Linked DNA regions of Mus musculus: all the other regions are linked to region 4. A link is a contact called in public HiCAR-type, HiChIP or PLAC-seq and promoter capture Hi-C data. All regions are on one chromosome and are shown on one strand. Each heading gives the region's core, a stretch centred on a gene start, on an enhancer-like site or on the middle of the called end of the contact. The rest is flanking DNA. Distances are from core to core; before and after follow the strand shown.

Region 1 (4,586 bases), core at 1,935-4,434, 2.2 Mb after region 4:
GTGTAGAGAGACCCTATCTAAAAAAAATAATGATTAAAAAATTAAAACATAAAATAATTATTTCAGAGACTCGGTGACTTTTCTAAATTTAGTGTTACAGCCCACTATGAAGTGAGGCTGCATCTCTTAAATTATTTAACCTTAAAATATGCAATGAGCAGCCAGACATGTGGCTCATGCTTCAAGTTTAAAATAAGTATATCGAGAACTACAAAGTTCCAGGCCAGCTTGAACTACCAAGTGAGACAATAAAAAAAAAAAAAAATCCCCAACAAAAAAATCAAAACAAACCAACAAAACAATTTATAGCTGTGGGTAGTAGTCATCAATCAGTTTTGTAGTGCTGAGATTAAATCTAGAACCTTGCATAGGCTCAAGTGAGCCACCACTAAATCCTGAGATTTGGTCTGTTGCTGTGTACTGTTGTAGAAACCTGCTTCCCTGGCATTACTTTCCTGGCATAATTGTAGCCATTCTGCTTCAGGACTGTCAGCCATCTCATATTGCTGGTATAAGAAGAAAAGAAAAGAAAAGAAAGAAAAAGAAAAAAGAGAAAAAACAGCCTGACTATAGATACAGAAAAATAGTTTGGCTCACAGCAAGGTCAGGCTGACCACATATCCTTTTATGAGACTGTCTTAGGGTTTTATTGCTGTGAAGCCAAGACAACTCATTTAAGAGGTAACATTGCATTTGTTTCAGAGGTTTAGTTCATTATCATCATGGCGGGAAGCATGGCAGTGTCCATGCAGACAAGGTGTTGGAGACGGAGCTAAGAGTTCTACTTCTTGCTCTAAAGGCAACAAGGAAAAGACTGACTCTTCCACACTGGGTGGAGCTAGAACACTTCCTTCAATAAGGCCACACCTTCTACCAGTAGCACCTCCCATTGGCCTAGTGTATTCAAACTACCACAGAGACTTAGGACTCTTTTGGGGAAGTCTCTAGCCATGGTCTTCACTCAGAGCCACGCTAGATTTACCAACTGTAGCCTTCATTCAGAGCCAAGCCAGATAAAGGTTAGTCAAGATTATTGTCTAAAGTACTAAAAACCTTGAGAAAAGGCCAACCACCCTGCACCTGCATCTGCTTAGTTTGTTATTGTCCACCCCCCCCCCCCATAAAGTGACCCTGGACAATGCACAAGAATGCAGCTTTCAGCTCTTGCCCTAATCAATCAGTCTTTACATGTGTGTTCAATAATCTATCCCTGTCTGGCTGGGATTGGTGTTTGTGTGGTTTGTAGGGTGACTCCTGGCCTCCAATGCTGCAATGCTAAATTATGTATCCCAAGGTCACGTTGCCTCAAGAGAATTCTCTCACCTATGCCAGCTTTTGTTGTGCAAACCTTGCACCTTAATTTAAAGCTATTGGTTGAATAAAGATGTCTACAGCCTATAGCTGGGTAGAAGAGAGGTAGGCGGAGCTTCAGTTCCCAGGGTTCCCAGGGTTGGTGTTTGAGGCACAGATGAAGAGGGGGAGAGAGGGAGCCAGGAGAGAAAGGAAGAAAACCTATGGCCATAATATTTATTAAGGTCTCGTGTCATTTATTTGGGAACTAAATGACCTAAGGTGGGTAAGAAACCCCCAATGAATGCTTACTACACAGCTAAGCACCCCAGCCCACCCACTATCGTGGCACACAAATCTACAAGTAGAAAAGTATCTTGAACAACTCAAAAATAATTTTTTGTTGTTAAGACAGGATCTCATGTAGTCCAGGTTGGCCTTCATCTTTGTATGTAACTTGAGGCTGGACCCTGATCCTCCAGCCTCCTCATCACAAGTGCTGGAATTAGAGTCATATGCCATGGCAGGTCTGGCAGGCCGAGTCAATACTGGGGTTGGAACCCAGGGCTGCATGAATGAAAACATTAGGCAAGCATTCAAGCTGACTGAGCTAGATCCCCAACTCCAACACTTCGTTAAAAACAGTGAAAGAGAGCAAGCTGAACTCTGGTGGTACAGCCAAGGCTTGGGAGATAGGCACCAGTGATCTCTCCTGAGTTTAAGGCCAGCCTGGTCTACAAAGCTAGCTCCAGAAGTGTCACAGTTGCACAAATAAAGCCTGTCTCACACATCTTAGTTGCCCAGGTCAAAACAACAATCAATAACGTAAATCTGTTACTGGGACAGACTCTTTCCTAACTTTAGTACCAAACCACGCTACTTTGTTTACCCAATTTTAGGTGCCTAAGTAGGGCAGTAACTCTTAAAACTGGTTTTCTACAAAAAACAAAACAAAAACAAACAAACAAAAAACCAGTCTATGCCTCCATGTACTTTATAACTCTGTTCTCAATTTTCAAAGCCATAAGGCCATAAATAATAGATTCTTATTTAAAATAAAATTTAGAATTATTTTAAAAACTGTTTCAGAAGAAAAGGTGGTTCTGGTTTTTAGTTTGGTATTTAAAGTGATTGACAAATCTAAATATTTGGCTTGGTTTGCATGGGTGGCAAACACTCCCAGTTACATGCAAGTTTTCTGCCAGGTTTTTAAACAATCAGTTTGTAATCTCAGATAGGGTTTCTCAATTGCGGTTATCTTTCTTTTTCCTGCAGCAGTTTCTACAGTATGAGTGTTTTTACGAAATCTATACTTGTGAGCAAAACATACGGTATAACCTGGAGCTTTTCAACTATCTCTACCAGCGCTCATATACTTAGCTCTTTCTACCTTGGAAATCTATTGCCAAAGTCACACGTTCCTTCGTCTTTGAAAAGCATTGGCGGGGTCGGGGGACAGGCAACTGGACTGGACTGAGCGCTGGTCACAGGGACCATTAAGAGCTGGTCCCGAGAGTAGATCCTGAGTTATGGGAGGAAGCCAGTTCGTGAAACAGGACTGGTCGGGGAGAGAGAAGTGGGTCCCAGACGGGCAGAGTCAGAGGATGAAGTGAGTCCGTCAAGGGACCCGAGAGGGATCGGTGTCAGGCGAAGCCCGAGAGCCACCAAAGCGCTGGGAACTCGGGCGGGCACAGATGCCCACCGAAGACCCACTCTCCCCTCGCCTAGATGAGCCTTACGATCGATGCAGAAGGTGATGCTCCGGTGGTGGGTCTGAGCCAGGGACTTGAGTGCCGCGCGCAGACAGCCAAAGCGCCTGTATCCGGACCGCAACATCGCCATGTAAACTTCGAATCTCAGACCCCAGGCCTCTTAGCCCAGGCCAGAACTAGCCGTTCCCGCCCCGCCCCCCTGATACTCTGGGAGTTGTAGTCCATTAAGCCCTTGAAGCGCGGGCTCCAATAGGACTACTGGCGTTCTGAAACTACAGTTCCCAGAGATCGTGGGGGCGGCGCCTCTGAGACGCGTCTTCTACTAAGCCTGTCCGGGCACGCCAGTCGCCTCAAGGCTCCCAGAAGATTAGCCTGGCAGTGCTTCAAGGCGTTTGGGTGGTGCGTTGAATGAATGGTGGTGGGTAAAGCCGAATTAGGGAGGGACTCAGGAGAGTTTAGAGGTAGATTAGGAGAGAAGGAAAGGGCGCAGATAACGAGAGAGGGATTAGAATGGTTTAATCATGACTTTTCTTCATAAGTCCCAGGCCCTGTATGCTTTCTTGCCTCCATCTTGCACCATGCAGGTTTTAGAAGACAAGAGCTGTTTCTTACCCGTCCGGTTAGCTTCAGCCTCCTACAGAGAGGCCATGCCGAGACCCCGCAAGAGGCAGACTGGGACTGCTGGTCCAGGTGAGTTGAACCGACGCTGCAAAAGGCAGCAGGTAAAGAACGTGGTCTTGTAGGGCGTGCTTTATTTCCTTTTTCCACTCCCTGGTTTGGAGACTTTGGGGGTTGTTGCTTATCGTCTTCTTTACTCTTTCTGCCAGAACTTCCACTTTCAGTCCCTTCCACTTATTTGTCCAATCAAAGAATAGTGCAATGAAGCACTGCATACATATACGGAACTGTGGTGGCCCACGCATGTGGGAGACTGAGGCTGTAGAATTGCCTTGGGTTTAAGACCAGCCTGGTACTACATGAGTACTACATAAGCAGGGCCCTCTCTCCAAAGTGTGTGTGTGTGTGTGTGTGTGTGTGTGTGTGTAACCTTGACAGCATAGGTGAAAAGAGACTTCTTTAAAAATTACATTTATTTACTTTTGTACAGTATGTGGGAACACACACACACACTGATCAGAGGATAACTTGAAGGAATCAATCCCCCGATTCCACTGTGCGAATCTCAGGGATTGAACTCAGGTCCTTAGGCTTTGAAAAAAAAAAAAAAATGCCTTTTCCAACTAAGCCACCTCGCCAACCCTTTGCTTTTATCATTGAATGCAATAAGCCAGGCACAGAAAGGCATGCATGATTTCATGTGAAATGTAAAAAAGCTGAAAGCTAGAAATCAGAGGGAGATCAGGATTCAAGATCTTCCTTGACTACGTGTAGAGTTTGAGGCCAGCCTGGACCACAGGAGACCCCACCTTTCACACACACAGTTTTCTTTTCCTAGGTCTTTATCTTATCAGCCTGTCAATTTGGAATTGCTAAGCATCTGAGGATGACCTGAATTCCTGATCTTTCTGTCCCCACTCCCAAGTGCTTTGGTTATAGGTTTCTTACATCACCAAAACCATTTAG
Region 2 (5,232 bases), core at 2,125-4,624, 2.5 Mb after region 4:
TATTCAGCTCTATGTCTCTGCTAGGGATGGAGGGGTTGCCATTTGTTCTGAGTCAAATGCTCAGCCATATGTTAAGAGGAAAAGATCTGACTGGCCTCATTCCTCTCTGCCAGTTGCTACAACACGTGTCTCTTGAGCTGATCTGAAATGAACCGGCACATGTTGTATGATAATGGTCATGATGCTAATTTTTTCCCTCTTCAATTCAATTTCCTTCCCTTTTCTCTCTGTCTTCACTCTTGTGTCCCTGTATTTCCAGTTGAATCTCCAGATGAAATACATTCTTTTTAGTTTCCTTTGAACATCTCTCTAGTTCAGTTTATTCTTTTAAGTTCTGATCTGATATACGGTTTTAACTTCCTAGCAGAAACTACCATCCTCCTGAAGACAAGATGGGTGGCCAAGCAAGGATAGCAGGGATGGACTGTGGGAACTGCTTTATCTTTTCCTCAACTTCTGGGAAGAAACTGTCTCAAAGTAGATGCTCCATAGATGTTAAATAGATGCGTCTCTTCTACCTCAAGGATTGAAGGACCTGGGGCTAGACTATGGACTCAATATTGCCTATATCCCAGCCTCAGAAGACAAAGAACACCATTCCACAGGTGTCAAATGCTGCTATGAGCATATAAAAGGGGATGAATCCTGGAGTCATGCAGTTGTATTAACCATTTTTTTTGTTTGTTTGTTTTTGTTGATTTGTTTTGTTTGTTTGTTTTGTTATCATGAAATATTCAAGGAGGTAGACTCATGAAGAAAAGAAAGATTTACTTAGCACACAATTCTGCATGCTCACGGCTGTGGTACCTGCTCTGGTTTATTTCTGTTCAAAGCCCCAAGACAGATGGAAGATGGCAATAGCTTTAGCATGTGCTGGCAAGCGGCTGGATTTCAAGCCAGGTAGCAGGTAGAGAGGAGGAGGGGCCAGCCTTTCTCCCTTCTTAACAGCACCCCACCCTCCGCTTTGTTTTCTCTTCTCTTTTATGAGAGTAGGGTCTCTTGTAGCTCAGGGTGACCTTCAGTTTTGTGTGTAGCTGAGGATGATCTTGTACTTCTGACCTTCCAAATGCTGGGACAATTACCTAGGCCACCAAGTCCAGCTCTGCTCATGACAGCCTTCTTATGAGAACTACCAGGGAGATCCCAGGAGAATTACCTAGCAGTGGCATGGCTTCCAGTGACTTAAGGACTTCTCAGTAGAACTCATGTTTTTTTTTTTTTGTTTGTTTGTTTGTTTGTTTGTGTGTGTGTGTGTGTGTTTAAAATGTATATGAACACAGTGTTGCTGACACACCAGAAGAAGGCATTTGATCCAATTATGGATGGTTGTGAGCCACTATGTGGTTGTTGGGAATTGAACTCATGACCTCTGGAAGAGCAGCCAGTGCTCTTAACCCTGCCCCCCCCCCCATCTCTCCAGCCCCAAACTCACGTCTTTATATTAAACTATATCTATATGTGTTTGTGTGTGTGTATGTGTGTGTGCACATGAGTGCAGTGCCTGTAAAGGGGTGTTAGATCCTTTAAAGCTGTAGTTACAGATCATGGACAATTACCTTAGGATGTTGAAAACCAAACTCTGCAAGAGTTGTGCACGTTCTTAATTGCCAAGTGTCTCTCCAGCTCCTAGGACTTACCTCTTGAAGGTTCCATTCTTCCAATACTGCCACCTTGGGGATCAAGTTTCCAACAACATGAACGTTTCTGAGGTCAAAATTAAATCATAGCCTAGCCTCATCACCCATTCTGCAAGTGGATCCCAATAAGTCTTGATAGACTTAGGACCCAGAGGAAGTATGTATGGACGTATATAGATGTGTGCAAACCTGTTTATGGGGAGACTTGCATATGTGTGTGTTGGAGGTAGAATTGGTGCATGTTGCCTGAGAATTGATGCGTCAAGGAGATCTAGAGCGTGCAGCTTCACCAAAGCCCCAGGAAAGAAATGTCAGCCCAGAAAGGACCTAAAGCAGTGGCCCATGGGAATATATCAACAGAGTGATAACTCATGAGTGTGTTCGCATGAGCAGGGCGAGTTTGCAAGCAGGAGGTATTCAGAAGTCCAGTTCTCCAGATGCTATTCAGATGATAAAAGTTCATTAGTGTGTGTGCTTCTCTGCTTAGGAGCCTCAGCTTTTCATCTCCTGGATGGCAACGAGAGTGGAGTTCTCCAAAAAGAATGACCCTCCATCACTCAAGGCCACTCTATGTGAGATACACGAGTCCATGCGCACACATTGGCTTTTCCAGCAGTAAGCTGTTGGTCTATGGGAAACTTCATGCTCTGTGCTTATTGAGAGATTGCCTTCATTGCCCCTCCATTTCTTCCCTGGCCAACAGCCCCTCCTAGGGAGCTGTGCCTCTCAGCACTGTGTCAGAAGCTTGAAAGAATAAACATCTCCACGGCAGCCTCAGAACACTGTGAGATGGTTGTAGAGGCTTTCATGATGCTCATTTATTCCTTGTGTAAACACAATTGTATTGGGGGAGGAGATGAAGAGATGCTGGAGTAGGGAGCCTGGGATATAGGAAGCTCTTCCAGCGTCTTTATTTATTATCTTCTGCAGAAATGAGGAGGACCTTTCCCTTTTCCTTGGTTCTCTACCTCACCCCCTGATCGCTCACAAACGCCACCTTGACTTTATGCTGCTGATATGGGGCTGGGCTCTCAGTAAGGTAGGAGAGGAAGCAGCATTTGTGTGCAGGAGAGGCAGCATTTATTGGGGGGGGGGGGTTAATGGCTTTAGTAATCATGAGCAACGATGACCAGCAATGGGGGTGGCAGTACGTGTGCACATGTGTTCCAGAGGGGTCTGTGACTCGCCGCAGCTGAGCCAATGACTCATTCCAAATTTAGCGACTTTTAGAGGTCATTTTAGTCATCCTCCTGGCTTTGGGCTGGATGGAGCCTAACTTAATATAACGTTTGGTGGAGGTAGTGTTCTGAGAGAGTGAGCAAAGAGTGGGGGTGGGGGGGGGAGGTATCACGTGGTCTCTTTGAACCGTTCTCCAGAAAAGGACGTTCCCTAGTTTCCCCAGGATGCTTGGGTTTCCCTATCCCCGTATCAGCGTGGTCCTCCCGGGAACTGCTTTTTTTTTTTTTTTTTTCTTGATAGAAACCGGATGTTGGATTCTCAAGGTGGGCGGGGGCTCCATCCCCTCGGATAACCTGTCAAGGGTTATTGAGATTCTTAGGGTCCCACTAGCCAGTACGAGAAGCTACCATCTATTTAATCAGAAACTTGCCATGCAGTCTGAGCTGAGAACAGAATAGAGCAAAGACGTTACAACGCCTTTTCCCAGGCAATGCGCATGATTCTGCGGCTCTGTGCTCGCTACACTTCAACGCACCTTGAAATGGGCTCGCCTTCTTCGCGCAGCGACGGACTAAGAGTTTAGCCAATCAGTGCCTAGACTCGTGAGCACTGTCCAATAAACAGCCGCCAGGGGCGGACCACCAGGACAGGCCCGGCTAGGCTTCACCGTGGACCTGGCTGCGCTCTGCCTCGGTTGGCAGTGCAGGTGCCGCTGCGCCGGGGCCCGGGAGGCTGCGCGCGCCGAGACGAGCGGAGCCAGGAAGGGATGGAGAGCGGGCCGCCCGGGCTACAGGAGCACCGGCAAGGGGCGTAGGCGGGCGAGAAGCGGGCACTGAGGCACGAGAAGTGTGCAGACGCAGGAGCACTTTGCGATAGGATGAGGCTCTTGGCTGGCGCGCGGTAGTACTATGATTTGGTATGTGGCCACTTTGATAGCAAGTGTGATCAGCACCCGAGGTCTTGTGGCTCAAGGTGAGTTGAAGTGCAGCATCCCTCCTCCAACCCTCTTGGCGTTCTTAGACCTTTGCTCCAGGCTCTGGCTCCCGAACCCCGGGGGCGAGGCTCCGGCTCCGGCCAGGCGCACCTCCGAGCACTGGCCCGGGCAAAGGCTGGGGAACTGCGGGTGGGAGGAACTCGGCGGGAAGGTGCGGGAGCCCTTGGGCTGCGAACGCCTTGGAATCAAAGTGGACTTAGTCTACCTTAGGCCCCTTGGTTCACAACCACACGTCGAATCTGAGCTTTGGGGAACCCCTAGTGCTCTAACTCTGGCTGCTGGGGACTTTGATGGTCTTTAGGCAGGATTCCGCGCGTCCCAGCCCTGCACAGCACCGCTGGATGGAGGAGCCCTTGAAGGGAGGCGCGATTAAGAGGTTGGGAGTCCCCGCAGCCGCCTCGAAGGGATCGGGTTCTCCGCCCCGCGCCCTTCCTTTCCACACATCTTGGCCGCGGAGGTCGGATCCCCTTGGCAGGTGACAAGCAGAATTGACCTAGAGGCTCCGAGCAGCATCTGCTCTTCTTGGTTCTGTCGGCCGCCCGCGCCCACCTTGACTGCATCTGGGCCCCGGCCAGGCAAAAGTTCCCGGGGAGGCGCCGTCGCCGCGCTTCAGGCTGCCCGGCCCAGCGGCCTCGGGGCGAGGGCCGCGAGGGAGGGGTCTGCCCAGCTGCGTCTCAGAGTCGAGTGGGATTTTTTATTTCTGCCTTCTCGGGTTTGAGCCCAAGAAAAAGCTAGGGAGAAGCCAAGGCGCGGGGTGCATACTTGAGCGCGAGGGCTTTCGCTTTGGAGATGGCAGAGCTCTGGGTGGCACCCGGCTCTCGGCCCTTGTATGGAAGTCAGAGCCGAGCCTGGAAGCTGCCAGGACTCTGAGCTCACGGTTTCTGCGCGCGGAACCGACCCGACTGCGGGCAAGTTCGCAAAGCAGGGAGATGGCGGCGGGAGAGGAACGGTCTGTGGGTGGAAGGCGACAGGGTGACGAGATTCTGCGGACTAGGGAGCCTTTTTGAAGGGCTCTGCTGGAGGCGCGGGCTTCCCCGGCTTCTTTTGCACCTTGCCTCGGGGCGTGTGGGGGGGAGTGGTTTGAGAAAGTTTCCGGATTGGAATGTATCTCCTCTGCTACTTGAGAGGGGGTTCTGAAACGAGAGAGTGGGGCGAAGGGAAGGACAGCTTTCCAACAAGCACTATGATGGTCGGGATGGTTATAAAGGTTTCCATTTGTCAGGTGGGAAAACCGAGACAGAGTGACCTCAGAAGAAGCTTATGGAAAAAAGGTGGATCTTGCTGTGCTTCTCCCTTCCCCCTTCCCATGCAGTCTTTCAGTGACTTCCTCCTCCTCCTCCCCTCTGGGTTTTGGTATATTCTGCTGTGGGGCTGTCCCTGAAAGCACAAAAGGCTGTGCTAGCATCCGAATTGAAGAGACAC
Region 3 (4,634 bases), core at 636-3,135, 2.3 Mb before region 4:
AACTAGACACTTTCAGCCAAACTAAGCAAAAGAAAGAGGAGACCTCTCTAAATTATTTGCGAGTGGAGATGAAAACTGGATGCCACATGGATACTCGTGAAATTCAGAGGGATCATCAGTGTCATGTTTAAAAAGTGGATCCCAAATTAGAAAATCGAGAAGAAAAGGAGACTTCTCTAGAATCACATGATCAAAGTTCCATCAGGAGGGTGTACACAGCTGGAGTTGTACACAGCTGGAGCTGACCAGTAATAGGCAAGGGCATGGGAGCAGGAGCAGTCTCTGGAATAAACAAACCTCCAAACTAGAGGAGCACACTCTGTCATTCAATCAGATGTTAAAAATTAACATAAAATAAAATTCCCATAAAATAGGTGGCTGGAGAGATGTCTCCATGGTTAATAGCAAATAAAGCTCTTCCGTAAGACCTGAGTTCCATTCTCAGCATGTGTGTGTAGGTGCACAGTGGTCTGTAACTCAAGTTCAAGGGAATATAGTGTTCTTTTCTGCTCTCCAGAAGCACTGGGCTGCCCTCTGTAAGCACAAGGCATGCACATGGTGCATTTACATTCATGCAGGCCAAACCCTCATATGCACAGATATAATAAATAAAAGAAACAAATTTCCTCATGAAATAGAACTGGAAAGAACACTTGCAAATTCATCTTATAACGCTAACTTCATTCTGATACCAAAAACTTGGTAAGAGCACAGCAATCAACCAACCAAGACCAAAACCAAACTAAAAAAACAAACAAACAAACAAAAAAAAAAACAAAATAACAAAACCAAACAACAACAACAAAAAAACTATTATGTAGAAATTTCCCAGAAATACACATAATTTAATATCATATTTCTAAAAAAAATAAAAAATATAGGGTGAACAAACTCTGCTTCATTCGAGGCATGCCAGGACAGTCCAACAATAAATGTAATTCAATACAGAAAGATTCGGGGAGAGAAATCGCATGGTCGTCTCAGTACACACTGAAAAGGCCTTTGACAAAATTTAATATTCTATTATGATAAAAGGCCTGAAGAAAATAGTGGCCATACCCCAACGCCACGGAGCTGCAGCAGCTTGCTTTCTGATGCTTTGATAAGTACCATGACCAAAAATGGCGTGGAGAACATATTGTGCCTTTTTCATCTTACAGGTTACAGTCCACTGGTTAGGAAGTCAATTCTGGAACCCAAACAGGGCAGTGGCTGAAGTGGGTACTGTGGAGGACAGCTGCTCTCTGGTTCTCTTTCTTATATGCCCAGACCCATCAGCCTAGCCCACAGTGGGCTGGGCTCTCCCACATCACTAAGCAATCAAGAAAATGCTCTCAGACTTGCCAACCGGTTAACTAAACGGAGGGAATTTTCAGTTGAGGTCACCTCTTTCTAGGTGTATCAGGTTGACAACAAAGATTAGCCATCTAGACTATATAAATTAACCTATAACCTATATATACTACATGGGAGAAACTGTAGATATGTTTTCTAAACAAGTAATGAAACAAGGGGGTCTACACTTCACTGTTATTCAATACGGTGCTTGAAATCTTGGCTACAGCAGTTAGGCCAAGGAAAGAAAGAAAACGGATTCAAACAGGTAAACCATTTACATGCTCAGGCCTAGACACTAGGATAACACCTAAGCACAGGAGGGCGTGGTCTGTGGCACGAGAACCCCCACAGGGGCGGGACTTCCGCCGCCGATACCCTGAGGGACAGGCCTGCTTAGGTGGTTCTGAGGCGCCCAGCCCTACCCCGCCCCGTAGCCACTCTACTCCATACGGGCGACACGGGAAATCATCCCCACAGCTCGCGCTCAGCCGCTCGGACTACAACACCCAGCAAGCCCTGCGGTCCCGCGTCTGACTTGCGCAGTAGCCTCCGTTGTAAAATGCTATGACAACAGGGCGAAGGCGGTTTGGATTCAGGCTGGAGTGGGGAGGTGTCTTCCGCAGGCTGTTGTCTTGCAGCCTCACCCCTCTTACAGTCTCCCTGGTGGTTTCATCCTCTCTGTGAGCATCCGGACTTGGAGTTTTTCTCTCTTGTCACTTGTGGCTTCCGAGGGATCCATGTCGTCTCCCCTGCTTGTCTCTGGGGGATGACAAGAGGGTGCAGGGGATCTTGGGACTCACTTCACCTCCGCGGAGCTTGTGTTGCTGCTTGGCAGGATTCTGTCTGCTTGGGAACGTGGAAAACTTCGAACACAAACAAGACCAAGAGGTACTAGTGGTGTTAAGTGTTGTTTTTCCTTGCACGGCTGTTACTTCTGTTCCAGCACTGGATTCTCATCCGGAGGGAAGTCTGTGGATAGTGGGTTCGTAGCAAGGCGAGTCAAAGCCCACTTGTTGGCATCAGGTAAGAAATATCCCAGAAATTAATCTCGGATGTATAAATGCATTGGCTATGCTTGGTCAACAGGACTAACGCTCAATGCCATGTAATGGTTCGGGAGATGTAGGATGATCTCTTAATTAGAAAGGAGGCTTGCATTCAAACAAACCGCTAACACGGCGTGGGTAGATCCTATAAACACCTTTGAGCGGGGAGTGATTTTTAAGGAGTCCATGTAGCAGTCACGTGGAGTAAGAGCTTCTTTCTCCTGTGACATTTCAACAGGTCTTGTGAGCAGAGCGTCAAATCGCTGCTCAGTCTGCGGCTGAAGTGGGAGCATGTTGATGCTCTCCAGTGCTGCCTGCAATAGGATTAATGGTTATCCTTTCTCTTTCCTTTGCAGACCACAGCAGTTTAGATGGACTAAGCTGATTTTATCAGCAGCTCCTCCCAAGCAAGGTCTGCATTTGCCTTTGATTTTTCTGTATAAACGTATAGATTATTTTTTGGTATCTCACATTGTCTTTAAACATCAAATTGTGTCTAATGTGTACACATATATACATACATCTCACTTTATACACACAAATTGAAAGATACTGGAGAGAAAGTGGGGTTTTTATCTTTTCTTCCTTTCTCTTATTTTTAAAAATTTATAATGTGGCCCAAAACAGGCCTGGAACTTTCTGTATATCCTAGGCCATCTTTAAGCATATCTTGCCTCAGGTTCCCAAATGTTGTTATTACAGGTGTGTACCACCATGGAATGTATTACTGTTTGCTAACATTCCAAGAGACAAGAAGTAACTTATTAGCAATAATTGAGATTGGGTTTTGTCTTTTCTTTGGTGATGGGTTAGAATGTTATAAGAATTAAGAACAAGAGACTTTATTTTGAAAACCATTTACAAGTTATTTGTAAGAGTTTAGGGATTTAAAAATTATGTATATTGGTTGTGGTTATACCTCCCACTTATGTTTATGCTATAGTTTTAAAAGTTGATTAGATTTTAATATTTTAATATTTCAGTGCATGTATGTTGTTGGGCATGGGTACCACAGTGAAGGTGTGGAGGTTAGAGGACAACTTGCAAGAGTCAGTTCTCTGGCACCATGTGGGTCCGGTCAGGCTTGGCAGCAAGCATCTTTGTTTGCCAAGCCATCTCACTGGTCCTATGGTATAGCTTCTTGATTGAAAGGCTCTTTGCAGGAAGAAAAAAATCTACTACCAGTACTGTACAGTTTTATGCCTTTCAGATACATAGGATGTCTCCTTGCTCAGAGTGTATGTGTGTACATGTGTACCACTGAACACTCCAATCCCTTCAGGTATTTTTGAAAAGTATTGAAATATATCAAGTTATTATAAAACATGTTTGCTGATTATAACATTTATAAGGTCTGGGGGTGTAGCTCTTTCAATACCCAGTAAGACACACACTCACCTGTATACACAGGTACTTGTGCGCGCGCGCGCGCGCACACACACACACACACACACACACACACACACACACACTTTCTGATCTGCCCTTTGGTTGTCCCAGTTGAAATTGTGTGCCTATAAGACCTTGCTGTCACACCTAGATGATCACCACCACTTCTATTTCCGCATTATTTTTACTGGGTTACAACTGACTTTTATTAAATGGTTGTAGTGGCTGAACACTGGCTAAGGAAGTGCATATCTTAGAGCACTGTATTTTCCCACCACCAAGATCAGTTGATGCTAGAGCATAAGGGCTTCTCTGAGGGTGTGCGGTTGAGACGTCACATTAGGAAGTGAACACAGGTCTATCTGACCACTACTCCTGTGCCTTTCACGTCAGCTGAAAACTCCAATACAAGCCCTTGTCATAATGGGTTTTTTTTTTTTTTTTTTTGGAGTGGTGGTTCAAGACAGGGTTTTTCTGTGTAGCTCCAGCTCTCCTGGAACTCACTCTGTAGACCAGGCTGGCCTCGAACTCAAAGATCTGCTTGCTTCTGCATCCACAGTGTTGAGATTAAAGGCATTCACCACCACTGCTTGGCTGTCATATTGCTTTCAAAGAAATATTTGTTTAATTTTACATGACTGTACCATTGTCCTGGACCAGACAACCCAATTGCTATTTCCTGAAATTTAATGACAGAAACATTATTTGGAGAAAGTTCCATATGTGAACAACAGCAGTTTTAGGACAACTTCCTGATTTCAGAGCCTGCCTCAGACTTTCGGGTTGTTCCCACTGCATTCTGTGGCCATTGATATTACTCAGTTCTACATGTGTGAGTCTGGTTTAGTGAGGGTTGAAACT
Region 4 (4,470 bases), core at 896-3,395:
TTTCAGTTTCTGAGTCTTGATTTAGACATTAAGTAATTTGTTCTGTTGGGCTGGTGAGTGTAAGGGATAAGAATAAAATGGACAAGAGTTGTTCTCCAAACAGGTGACCAGACTCCTTTCAGAGACTGGAGGGGGTAACCGGGGTGAGAGCTAGGATTGGCTTAGCATTTAAAATTTGTAATTTTGATTGAAGAACATTTTTTGTTGTTGCTTTGTTTTATTCTGTTTTATTTAGAAAACTAGTTAAAGAACTGATACAGAAATGAGAGTAGTGGAGCTGGCAAGCTTCCAGACCACTGCTCACATGTTTGTCAGGAATTTTGACCTGAGATCTTCTTTTCCTACTGGGTACCAAAATGAGATGGGGGTATTAAATTCCCTAAGTACAAGGATAATGATCGGAAGCCTCAGCAGGTCCAACTTGGACAGTAGTAGCCAATGCTCTCTCTAAATAATCAGGATTTGTTGGCTTGCTCACATTGCCTTCGCAGATCTTGACTTAGGTGGAAGTTAGGAGTTCTTATTCACACTCATTTCCCTGTCTTACATCTCCTTGGTACCACTGTTGTTTTGGACTTTAGTAATCTCCTGTCACTGTGTAAACTCCTTAGTTTCCCAAGCCCCTTTCTTCTCTAGTGTTTATCTTGGATGTGAAATGTATTAGAGTTGGGAAGGGATAGCGAAAAAGAAAAAAGTGATGACTTTTTTCAACTGTCTTAACTTAGCTACTTGATTTCTGATAGTCGGCGATTAGGGTGTGCGATAATTATTACCAAGGCCCTTAGAATAGCAACTCATTTTCCCTGGGTTGTAAGGGTTTTCAGAACCCCTATCCTGAGCAGTTGCTTTTATACAACTCTCGTGTGCTCAAGACACCCTCACCGCTCATCTCTCTTTAATCTGTGCCTAGTTTCCTCTGTAAAGAAAACAGTTTTTATAGAGACAGTGTTAAATTTCGAGGAATTTGGGGAGGCCTTGCCAGTCTCAATTGAAAATCGCAAGTATAAAATGGGGGTTCCTGACCAAAAAAAAAAAAAAAAAAAAAAGCCGGCTCTTGCGTGGAAAAACCGGCCTATTTTATAGTCCTTTTCAGACATATTAAGACTGTTAATTGTGATAGAAAAATTAAACTGGCTTCTTGTGAAGTCTCAGAGTCTTTGATTCCAAGCGCAGGCTTGGGTGTTATATACCACCGTGGATCCCGAATCTTAACCCTTACTTGTCCTTGAATTTGTTTTCATTCAAACAAACAAATTTGTACAGCATTCATACTATCTAAGTGATGTCGAGATTCCAAGAAACTGGGGAAAGCGAATACAAACACAAGCCGGTAGTGAGAATTCACTACCTTTAATTGATGGTGAAGCCTCCAAAGAAAACTTGAGAGGAAAAGAAAAAAAAAAAGTCTTTCTCCCAGGACCGAATTCTGGTCCATACTCTGAGACTTAGCAGTAGATCCAGACGGTAGAAAAAGCCACCTTTGCTTCCCGCGGAGCAAACTGCCCGCACCCGGGAAACAGATTAGCAGGGCCCATACTGACTGCCTAGTACCCCGACTTACCCAGGGGTTTGATGGTGTTCTCTGCTGCCTCCTTCTCCTTGGGGCCGCCGCTGGACATAAGCGCGGCGATGGAGAAGGCATTGGCTCGAGAGGAGAGCTGGGGCTTGGGCGACGCCGTGAACTCCATGGTTCCCAGCGTGCGGTCCTGCTCAGGAACCTGGACTGACAAACCACAGTCCAGCTTCCCCAAAGGGAGACAAAGACCCGAAACTGCAGCTCAAAGTTCCAGAGAGCAAGCAAAGCGGAACTGGGGACCCCCCCGAAGCGTCCGTTCCCAGGTTTTGATGGCCTCTCCAGTCCACTAGAGCAAAGCAGGGGAGCCGCAGAGACTTCGAACCAGCAGGAAAGCAGGGTGGGGACCAGCCGGGAACTCAAAACTGTAAGCCCACTGCGCAAAACGCGGGGTCCCCAGCACCCACGCCGAGTTCTCCCTCCCTTCCCTCCTTGGGTCCGCTGAGTGGCCCAAGTCCGAGGAGGTGACGATCGGCGTGGGACTCTAGAGGGTGCGGAAACCAGGGAGTCGGATCTCCTCTCTGCAGAGCGCAGCAAGGCGCGACCTAAACTGTGCCTAGGCGCCTGCTGCCTCGCGCCTTAATTTGCTGGCGGTGGCCATCCCTGCGGGCAGCAGCCAGTCAGCGTGGTCTCACGTCACTGCTTCCAGACTGTGCGGAGTGGGGCGGGGCCGAGCGGCGCAGGGAGAGAGCGCCTAGGGCACTGCGCCCTCCTGCCTCTGCGCTCCCGGTGGAGAGCCGGAGAAGACGCACAGTGAACAGGGTGGCGGAGCTAGCCGGACCGCCTCCGCCCAGAGTCTCAGATCCCGCAGGAGGGAAGCATGCGCTGTCTAGAGAGGCACTTTCACTGCTACCCAGAAACAGGCATTTGCGTTGCTCTGGACTGAATGTCACCAAAGGAAGTCCTACTGAGTTCCGCATTTTCTACCTTTCCTACTGGAGCTCCCAAATAGTTGAGAAGGGCCCAGTAGAGCAAATTCCTCATCGCTGAGCGGCATTAACCTGGTGACGCAGCACAGTGCCTAGTGCTAGGTCCCCTACTTGACAGTCCCCAAGTTATGTCTCTTTTCACAGAGAGCTGGAGAGGCAGGGCTCTGGGAAAGAATGCTGAGCTGCAGGGTGCCTGTAGGAAGGATACTTTGTTTTGATTTTTTGTTTGTTTTTGTTGATTTTGTTTTTGGCGAACCTGGCTTTCTGCTGTGTGGTGGTTTGTTTCCCTTCTAGTCTGGGTTTTCTATTCTGGAGACTCTGAAAGTAGGGAAGTGGCCTGAAGCAAGGAGGGGGGGTCAGGACTTGGAGCTCTAAGGGGACCATGCGATGCATAGTGACTTTCTGGCTCCTCCCCCGCCCCCCCCCCACACGGAACCATCTATCTGCCTTGCAGACGCAGACTGGGCTAAGGACTTCCCACAGCCTTGTGGAGGGAGTCCTGTTGGCCTTGCTCAGTCTAAATAATTCGAATTCTCCAAATTCGCGGGGTAATCCGCTTCACTCTCAACCATGTAAACTCTAGAGGACACACACACTCAAGCTATACTTGTAAATATTTGCTCTCCTTTCCAGCCAGTTGATCTGGCGATTAGGAACCTCTTGGTAGGTCTTAAGGGGGTAGGGGAGGGGTGGGGTGAAGAACATAAAAAGAAAGACATACCCTGTCTCCCATTGCATCCTCTTCACAGCTCCCGAAACATAGTTATGGGCGAAATCGAGAGCCAGAATAACTATGAAGAACATCCCGTGTAAACAGAATGTTGGCATCTGAGGAAGTTCTGATTTAGACTGGCCTGGCCATCCTGTCTATGTTTGCTCGTTTCAGCATTTGGGTTGTAATGTGTCAATGTTGAGGGAAATTAGAAATTAGTAAAACTGCAGACTTTTCATACTAGAAGGTTTTTTTTTTTTTTCCTTGTCTGGACCAACTACTTTGAAAAGATCGAAGGTGACAAGTTGGCAGAGCAGTGTCTCTTTTTTGCAAGTCTCCCCCATCCTCCAACCATGTCCCAGTCATTCCCCTCTCCTCCCCACAGGTCAGGAATCTCTGGACTCATAAGTGTGTGCAAGTCAGTAGAGAGTATCAGATCTCCTGGAGCTGGGATTACAGGCTGTTGTGAGCCCTCTGTGTGGGTGCTAGGGAGTGAAGTCCTCCAGATCTCTAAAGAGGAGCAAATGCTTTTAGCTGCTCATCCATCTCTCCTGGCCTTAGATACAATGTCTCAATCAAGGTAGTGTTTTCTTTTTATTGTAAGGTTCCCATTGGTTTGCTTCTTGTCTGATTTTTTTAGAGTTTGTCAAGGAAGATGGATTTATTTGAAGAAGAGAGTTTTTGTTTTTGTTTTTTTAATTTGGGAGAGAGAGGTTTACTTAGACCTTGATATAATGTTTCAACTAATGTAGATTTTGTTGGTTGGATCTAGTTTTCAATAGCTCACTGTGTTGTTACACCCTAATTAATAAAACTATTATTCCATCTTATAAGGGGAGGTACTGTCTTTACTACCTTAGCAGCTTAGATTGTTGGAATGGCATCCTGAAAGATACATCAGTTTCAGAGAAGCAGACTGAGCACAGGAAAGCAGAATTGCTGAACTTGCTTTCCCTTTTCCTACAAGTGCCACTGTGTCCCAGTTCTAGGATGTTTGTGGGCAGAAAATCACTCAAAAGCAGAAGAGACTGCGCAAGTGGGAGGAGACAGCAAGCTGAAGGAATTGAAATGAACACTTAAACAAAGCCATAGGCCAGAGGTGAGTCACTTGGGTGTCCCTAAGCTATGCATCTTGTTGGCGTTGAAACGATCATCACAGCCAAACATTACTACAGGCTTATTATACTGGTAAGCTGCTCTCCTCTTAGATCCAATGCCTATATGAATCAATGTGTTGCTATAGGACCTGTAGCTAG
Region 5 (5,009 bases), core at 2,189-4,688, 2.0 Mb after region 4:
ATCTCTAATGGGATCTGATGCCCTCTTCTGGTGTGTCTGAAGACAGCTACAGTGTACTCATATAAATGAAATAAATAAATCTTTAAAATAAATAAAATAAAATAAAATAAAATGTCAAAGTCCTAATAGAACATTTCCTTCAGAGATTGGCTACCATGGTTCTGTAAAAATCCCAGTGCCAACGCACAGAATAGGTCAGACATCTTACTTGTCCTGCACTGTGAGCTACTTCCCAGGCCACTTTTGCTTCGCCACCTTTATGAGGTATGTGACTGTCTGCCCAGAGACACTTCCCAGATTCTAAAACCTTTACCACTAAAAGATGAAAGGGACAATATTCAAAGAGTTTGGACACTCTGGGGTCTGTGACTCAGGACTCAAACAGAATGGAGTCCTAAAATACATAAGACTCAGAAACTCCACAAAACATCAGATGACAGACACAGTTTGTCCCCAGGCCTCTGGAAAGCACACTGATTTAAATTTAAATGCAACTACCATAGCTAAGCCATCCACTTACCCACTTCTAGCAAGGAATAGTTTGAGAGAAAGACACCAGGGCTGAGAATCCAGATACTGCGGGTGAAGGGGCAGAGCAAAGAAGTGAAGGCGTCTCTAAGAAACACGAGGCTGACTAACATACTCATTCTAATTCATTCATTCTCTCCCCCCCTCTCTCTTCCTCCTCCTCTCCCTCCCCCTCCTTCCCTGAGCACTGCCCCCCATTTTAGCCAGATAAAAATCTAAGCCTAAGATATGCAGAACTGACTGAATTATTGCTCAGTGAAGTGCCCTGAGGAAAAGGATCATAAAGAAACTGTGGCCAGATCATATCAAATAGACTTCCTTGTGTTCATCAAGTGGAAGGAAAACCAGAAAGGAGAGCAACCAACTGTAAGCGTGGCTCACGTGACAGAAAACACAGGATTCCACTCTTAAGATAAGTGGGGAGAAAGAAAAGAAAAGGAGCAAGCCAAGAGAGAGTGCAGACCTCAGATAACATATGAGGGCACACACACACACACAAAATCCACCAGTAGTTACTGAGTCTTGCAGAGGAAGAAGAAGTGGGAGGGAAACAATGGGGTACCAAAGAATTCAGGGGGAGGGAAGATGGCTATTTCTACTACTTTTAATTGTAGCGGTATTTTTCCCACATTATCTACATCAAAGACATCATTTGGCACAAAAGGAAAAAAACACCAAATTGAATAAAATCTTCCCATAAAGTCATTTTTAGCCCTCTTAAATATGTCTTAGATATGATTTAATCAAACAGCTATAATTCTGTGAATAAACTGTAGGAAGAAAAAAAAAGGCAATGTTTCTAAGCCAAACACCTAACCCCCAGAAACCTCAAAATACCTGCTGATGGGATCCAGGAAAAGGACTGGTCCTGAAGCTGGGCTCCAGAGAACTTTGAGGAGAGCAGCCAGTTTCCATGTGACCTATATTCCATTAGCCACACCAACATTCCCCAACAACAGCTGGGAGAGGCCCCCACCACCCACTTAGTTAATGACCTAGTCAAAGCTGGGGGAAGCCAGGAAGAGAGGGCCAGTTTGTTTCCCTTTGGCTTCATAGCTATTAAAGTAACTCATCTATGTTAATACAGAAAGAACTAGACAGGATGCACCTATGGAGAAGATATAGTCAAAATGATGCCAAAGAGACTTGTTCTCTCAAGGGATCCCAAAAGATGGCCCTGACCTTGGATCGGTGCCTCTTTAACCTTCCTTGCCTGCTGCAAAAGAGAGTGTCATGAAGCAACTTCAGGCTTCATGATTTCTGCTGGGGCCGGCTTGCCTGGGTAGGGAATCAGTTACTCACCTACGAGAGGGTTAGGCTGCTTCTTCACAGTCCTGTCCCTTGCCTCACCCCTCATCAGTGTCCTGCTGGGTGACAAGTGTCCCTCCTCCTTCCCACACATTTTCCTGAGGACTATTAGAAAATGCTACCTGACCAGGCTCATCCCTCATCAGTCACCTCTCTGAGTCACCTGCAGGGACAGGTGTACTTCGATCAAAAACAAGCAACTATTTCTCTGGAGCTCCAGCTCCATGGTTCCCTGCTCTATGCAAGAGCTTGTGTTGCCTCAGCCTGGAGTAATACCAATGGAGTTACATCAACCGTGCCCCTGGGGAAAGCTGAGAATTTGACAGAAGCCATGACTAAAATTCAAAGAAAGGGCAGTTCGAATGAATAAGAAAGTGTTTGGAACAACTAAGGAAACAAAAGGCCTTAGGAGTTTCCTGGACCCTAGAATGAGAAAAGATCTAGTTTCATCTCAAACAATATGACATCCTCTCAGAAACAAAGAGATGTAAGTCTTGAAAGGGTGTCCACGTGAAGTTTCCAAATGTGTTCTCACGGCAGCAAAAAGGACTCAGATCTTAAATAAAAATAAAAAAAAATTAAAAGCCCTAGTCTCTGATTCAGGTAAATGAAGAAAGGAACCAAAGACAAAACTAAGGGTGGTAAGCTACCACCAGTTCTCAAGGCTGACCTCAAGTCTACTGACAAATTACTCCATGTTGCTGCCAAGCTTCCCAGCAACACTGGAGAGTTTGAATATGTAAAGCGCCAGGCATTGACCTGGAAGATCGTCAGGCCGGTGACTCCTATAAATAGATATGCTTTGGAAACCTTCTGGAGTAGATCACCAGAAAACTTGTTCATGAGCAGTGGGTAAACCTTTCTTTCAATGAACACCACCGACTGGGACAAATAGCGTTCATAAAAGGGGGCCGTACAAAAGTGAAGGAGGAAAGTGGACAGACATAAACAGCAGTGCGGTGTAAATCAGGGCTGAGAGTCTGAGAGAAGCCCATGGACATCACCTTCACGGTAAACATCACAACACTAACCTTGCAGAATAGAGACTTCCAGCTTGGGAAGAAATGTAGGGGTTTGGAAGAAAAGCAGTGGGTGCTACATGGAGTGATGGGGGTGTCTGAAGAGAAACGAGAAGGCCAGTTCTGTCGATCTTCCCACAGGACTGGACGTGACTATGAACAGCAGAGTCCAGCACCAAGTATGGAACGCTGCGAAACTCAACACACTGACCCCTAGGGACTGACAGGGCTGTGCCTGCCTGCTTTACCCAGAGGCAGGGTAAGAATGATTGGAGGCTCGAAGGGACTCCAGGCTGTTGGAGCGCTCTAAGAGATTAGAGTCGCGGTTTCCCAGATTTGTGGCAGACCAGAACCTGAGGTGTTGGGCTGGGACCAAAGGAGTCCCATAGGTGCTGGGCGGAGCGTTCTCTCACCTGCGGAGCACCAGGAAGCTCAAGACCAGCAGCAGCAGGAGTCCGAGTGTGCGGCCTGGCCTCCGCCGCAGACTCCACTTGGGCATCTTGCAAACGCTGCTGGTAGACACCCGGGTTCCCACTCCAGCAACACTCAGAGGCGCGCCAAAGCCTTGGCCCGGAGGGGCGGGGCCGCTCACTGGTTACCTGGGCAACCATGTTACGGCCAGCCCAGCCCACTGGCGCCCATTGGCTGAGGTTTATGGTCCCGCCTCCATTCCCGGGCCTTGCACAGACAAGGGATCGGCTGGAGACCAGGACAGGGAGGGGCGGAGCTGGCCTGTCAGGGGGCGGGGCTGTCGAGGGGCGGGGCGATCTCAGCCCAGGCCCAAACTTGTCTGAGTGTTCCGCAGCTGAAGTTGCCTGCTTACTGAGTTTAAATAGGAATCAAGTACCTAACAGCTAACAACTTCCCATGTCAGCCTGGTTCTCACTCTGAATCGCAGAGGCACTTAAGTTGAGGGTCTTTTCCTACATATGAGTGCAGACAGGTATAGAACTATTGGGCCTGTTTGTTTGAGAGGTATAGAACTATTGCTGCATCTTTGAATATTCAAACTGGGAGAAAGTCACTCCCCACAGCATTTCATTATAAGCAAGAATTAAGTGTGCCTGACAGGTGAATGAAAAAAAAAAAAAATGTCTGTACTGGCTGGTTTTGGGTGTCAAATTGACACAGGCTGGAGTTATCACAGAGAAAGGAGCTTCAGTTGGGAAGATGCCTCCATGAGATCCAGCTGTAAGTCATTTTCTCATTAGTGATCAAGGCCCCTTGTGGGTGGGACCATCTCTAGGCTGGTAGTCTTGGTTCTATAAGAAAGCAGGCTGAGCAAGCCAGGGGAAGCAAGCCAGTAAAGAACATCCCTCCATGGCCTCTGCATCAGCTCCTGCTTTCTGACCTGCTTGAGTTCCAGTCCTGACTTCTTTCAGTGATGCACAGCAGTGTGGAAATGTAAGCTGAATAAACCCTTTCCTCCCCAACTTGTTTCCTGGTCATGATGTTTGTGCAGGAATAGAAACCCTGACTAAGACAATGTCTTTTAAAACAACTCAAAGTTTGAAAAGAAAAATGGTTTTGAAGTAATAACTCATGTTAAAAGCCAGGACATTGAATAATTTACTTAAGATTATTTGAGAGCTGAGTGTCACTGAAGTTTCAGTAGCACTAAATAAAGACCAAAATATTCTGCCTTTAGTTCCCCTGATCTAGTTCAGGCCTGGACACCTAGCACACTGAACTCTTATTTTTAAAAGAGTCATAATTAACATTTTACATTTGTGGTGAGGTGGCTCAGCCATTAACAGCAGAGGACCTAAACTCATTTCTTAGTGTCCACATTGGTGGCTCACACAGCCTTTAATTCCAGTTCCAGGAACTCCACACATATGTGCATGCACATGCGCATACACATTCACACACACACACACACACATATATACACACACTATAGCAGTGTCTCAGAGCATTGGTTTGTAGAGCATCTTTCCAGCTGCAGGTCTGAATTTTTATACAAATACATAAAGCTGACAAACAATAAGAGAAATTTCAGTTCCAAGGACAAAGACAAAAAAGTTGGCCAGAAGGGTCTTTTTTTTTTTTCTAGCATAACTAAATACTTGGTAAAGAAGCAAATTGGAGAGAGGGAAAATGTAAACAGGTAAACAGGAGGAAGGGAATTCCCTGCCTGAATAAGGAAGCATA

The links. Promoter capture Hi-C pulls out the DNA fragments that hold promoters and counts their contacts. HiCAR-type assays count read pairs that join an accessible place to other places. HiChIP or PLAC-seq counts read pairs in DNA pulled down with a chosen protein or histone mark.
Region 1: a HiCAR-type map of astrocytes shows a contact between it and region 4, with 5 times the contacts expected there. The contact joins the promoter of Acad8 here to the promoter of Tbx20 in region 4. A contact is called at or near these places in 1 of 39 promoter capture datasets (cranial neural crest) and 1 of 115 datasets of contacts at active chromatin or transcription factors (astrocytes).
Region 2: an H3K4me3 HiChIP or PLAC-seq map of embryonic stem cells shows a contact between it and region 4, with 6 read pairs. The contact joins the promoter of Igsf9b here to the promoter of Tbx20 in region 4. A contact is called at or near these places in 3 of 39 promoter capture datasets (the C10 cell line, cranial neural crest and embryonic stem cells) and 1 of 115 datasets of contacts at active chromatin or transcription factors (embryonic stem cells).
Region 3: a HiCAR-type map of astrocytes shows a contact between it and region 4, with 6 times the contacts expected there. The contact joins the promoter of Bbs9 here to the promoter of Tbx20 in region 4. A contact is called at or near these places in 4 of 39 promoter capture datasets (cranial neural crest, embryonic stem cells, hippocampal neurons and 1 more) and 4 of 115 datasets of contacts at active chromatin or transcription factors (astrocytes, embryonic forebrain and embryonic stem cells).
Region 5: a promoter capture Hi-C map of embryonic stem cells shows a contact between it and region 4, with 5 times the contacts expected there. The contact joins the promoter of Glb1l2 here to the promoter of Tbx20 in region 4. A contact is called at or near these places in 5 of 39 promoter capture datasets (cranial neural crest, embryonic stem cells, hippocampal neurons and 2 more) and 1 of 115 datasets of contacts at active chromatin or transcription factors (astrocytes).

The regions. Positions count from the first base shown.
Region 1 is chr9:26,996,365-27,000,950 of GRCm38.p6, forward strand. It overlaps Acad8 (acyl-Coenzyme A dehydrogenase family, member 8), which reads right to left and starts at 3,185. Exons shown (of 11, transcript NM_025862.2): 1 at 3,030-3,185. The coding sequence starts at 3,132. It overlaps Thyn1 (thymocyte nuclear protein 1), which reads left to right and starts at 3,313. Exons shown (of 8, transcript NM_144543.2): 1 at 3,313-3,401; 2 at 3,587-3,692. The coding sequence starts at 3,650.
Region 2 is chr9:27,295,730-27,300,961 of GRCm38.p6, forward strand. It overlaps Igsf9b (immunoglobulin superfamily, member 9B), which reads left to right and starts at 3,375. Exons shown (of 20, transcript NM_001326702.1): 1 at 3,375-3,788. The coding sequence starts at 3,725.
Region 3 is chr9:22,473,830-22,478,463 of GRCm38.p6, forward strand. It overlaps Bbs9 (Bardet-Biedl syndrome 9 (human)), which reads left to right and starts at 1,886. Exons shown (of 23, transcript NM_001360259.1): 1 at 1,886-2,226.
Region 4 is chr9:24,772,158-24,776,627 of GRCm38.p6, forward strand. Tbx20 (T-box 20) reads right to left here and starts at 2,146. Exons shown (of 8, transcript NM_194263.2): 1 at 1,562-2,146. The coding sequence starts at 1,688. Gm29824 (a long non-coding RNA gene) reads left to right here and starts at 3,567. Exons shown (of 3, transcript XR_870586.1): 1 at 3,567-3,794; 2 at 4,198-4,313.
Region 5 is chr9:26,803,030-26,808,038 of GRCm38.p6, forward strand. It overlaps Glb1l2 (galactosidase, beta 1-like 2), which reads right to left and starts at 3,439. Exons shown (of 19, transcript NM_001310768.1): 1 at 3,269-3,439. The coding sequence starts at 3,354.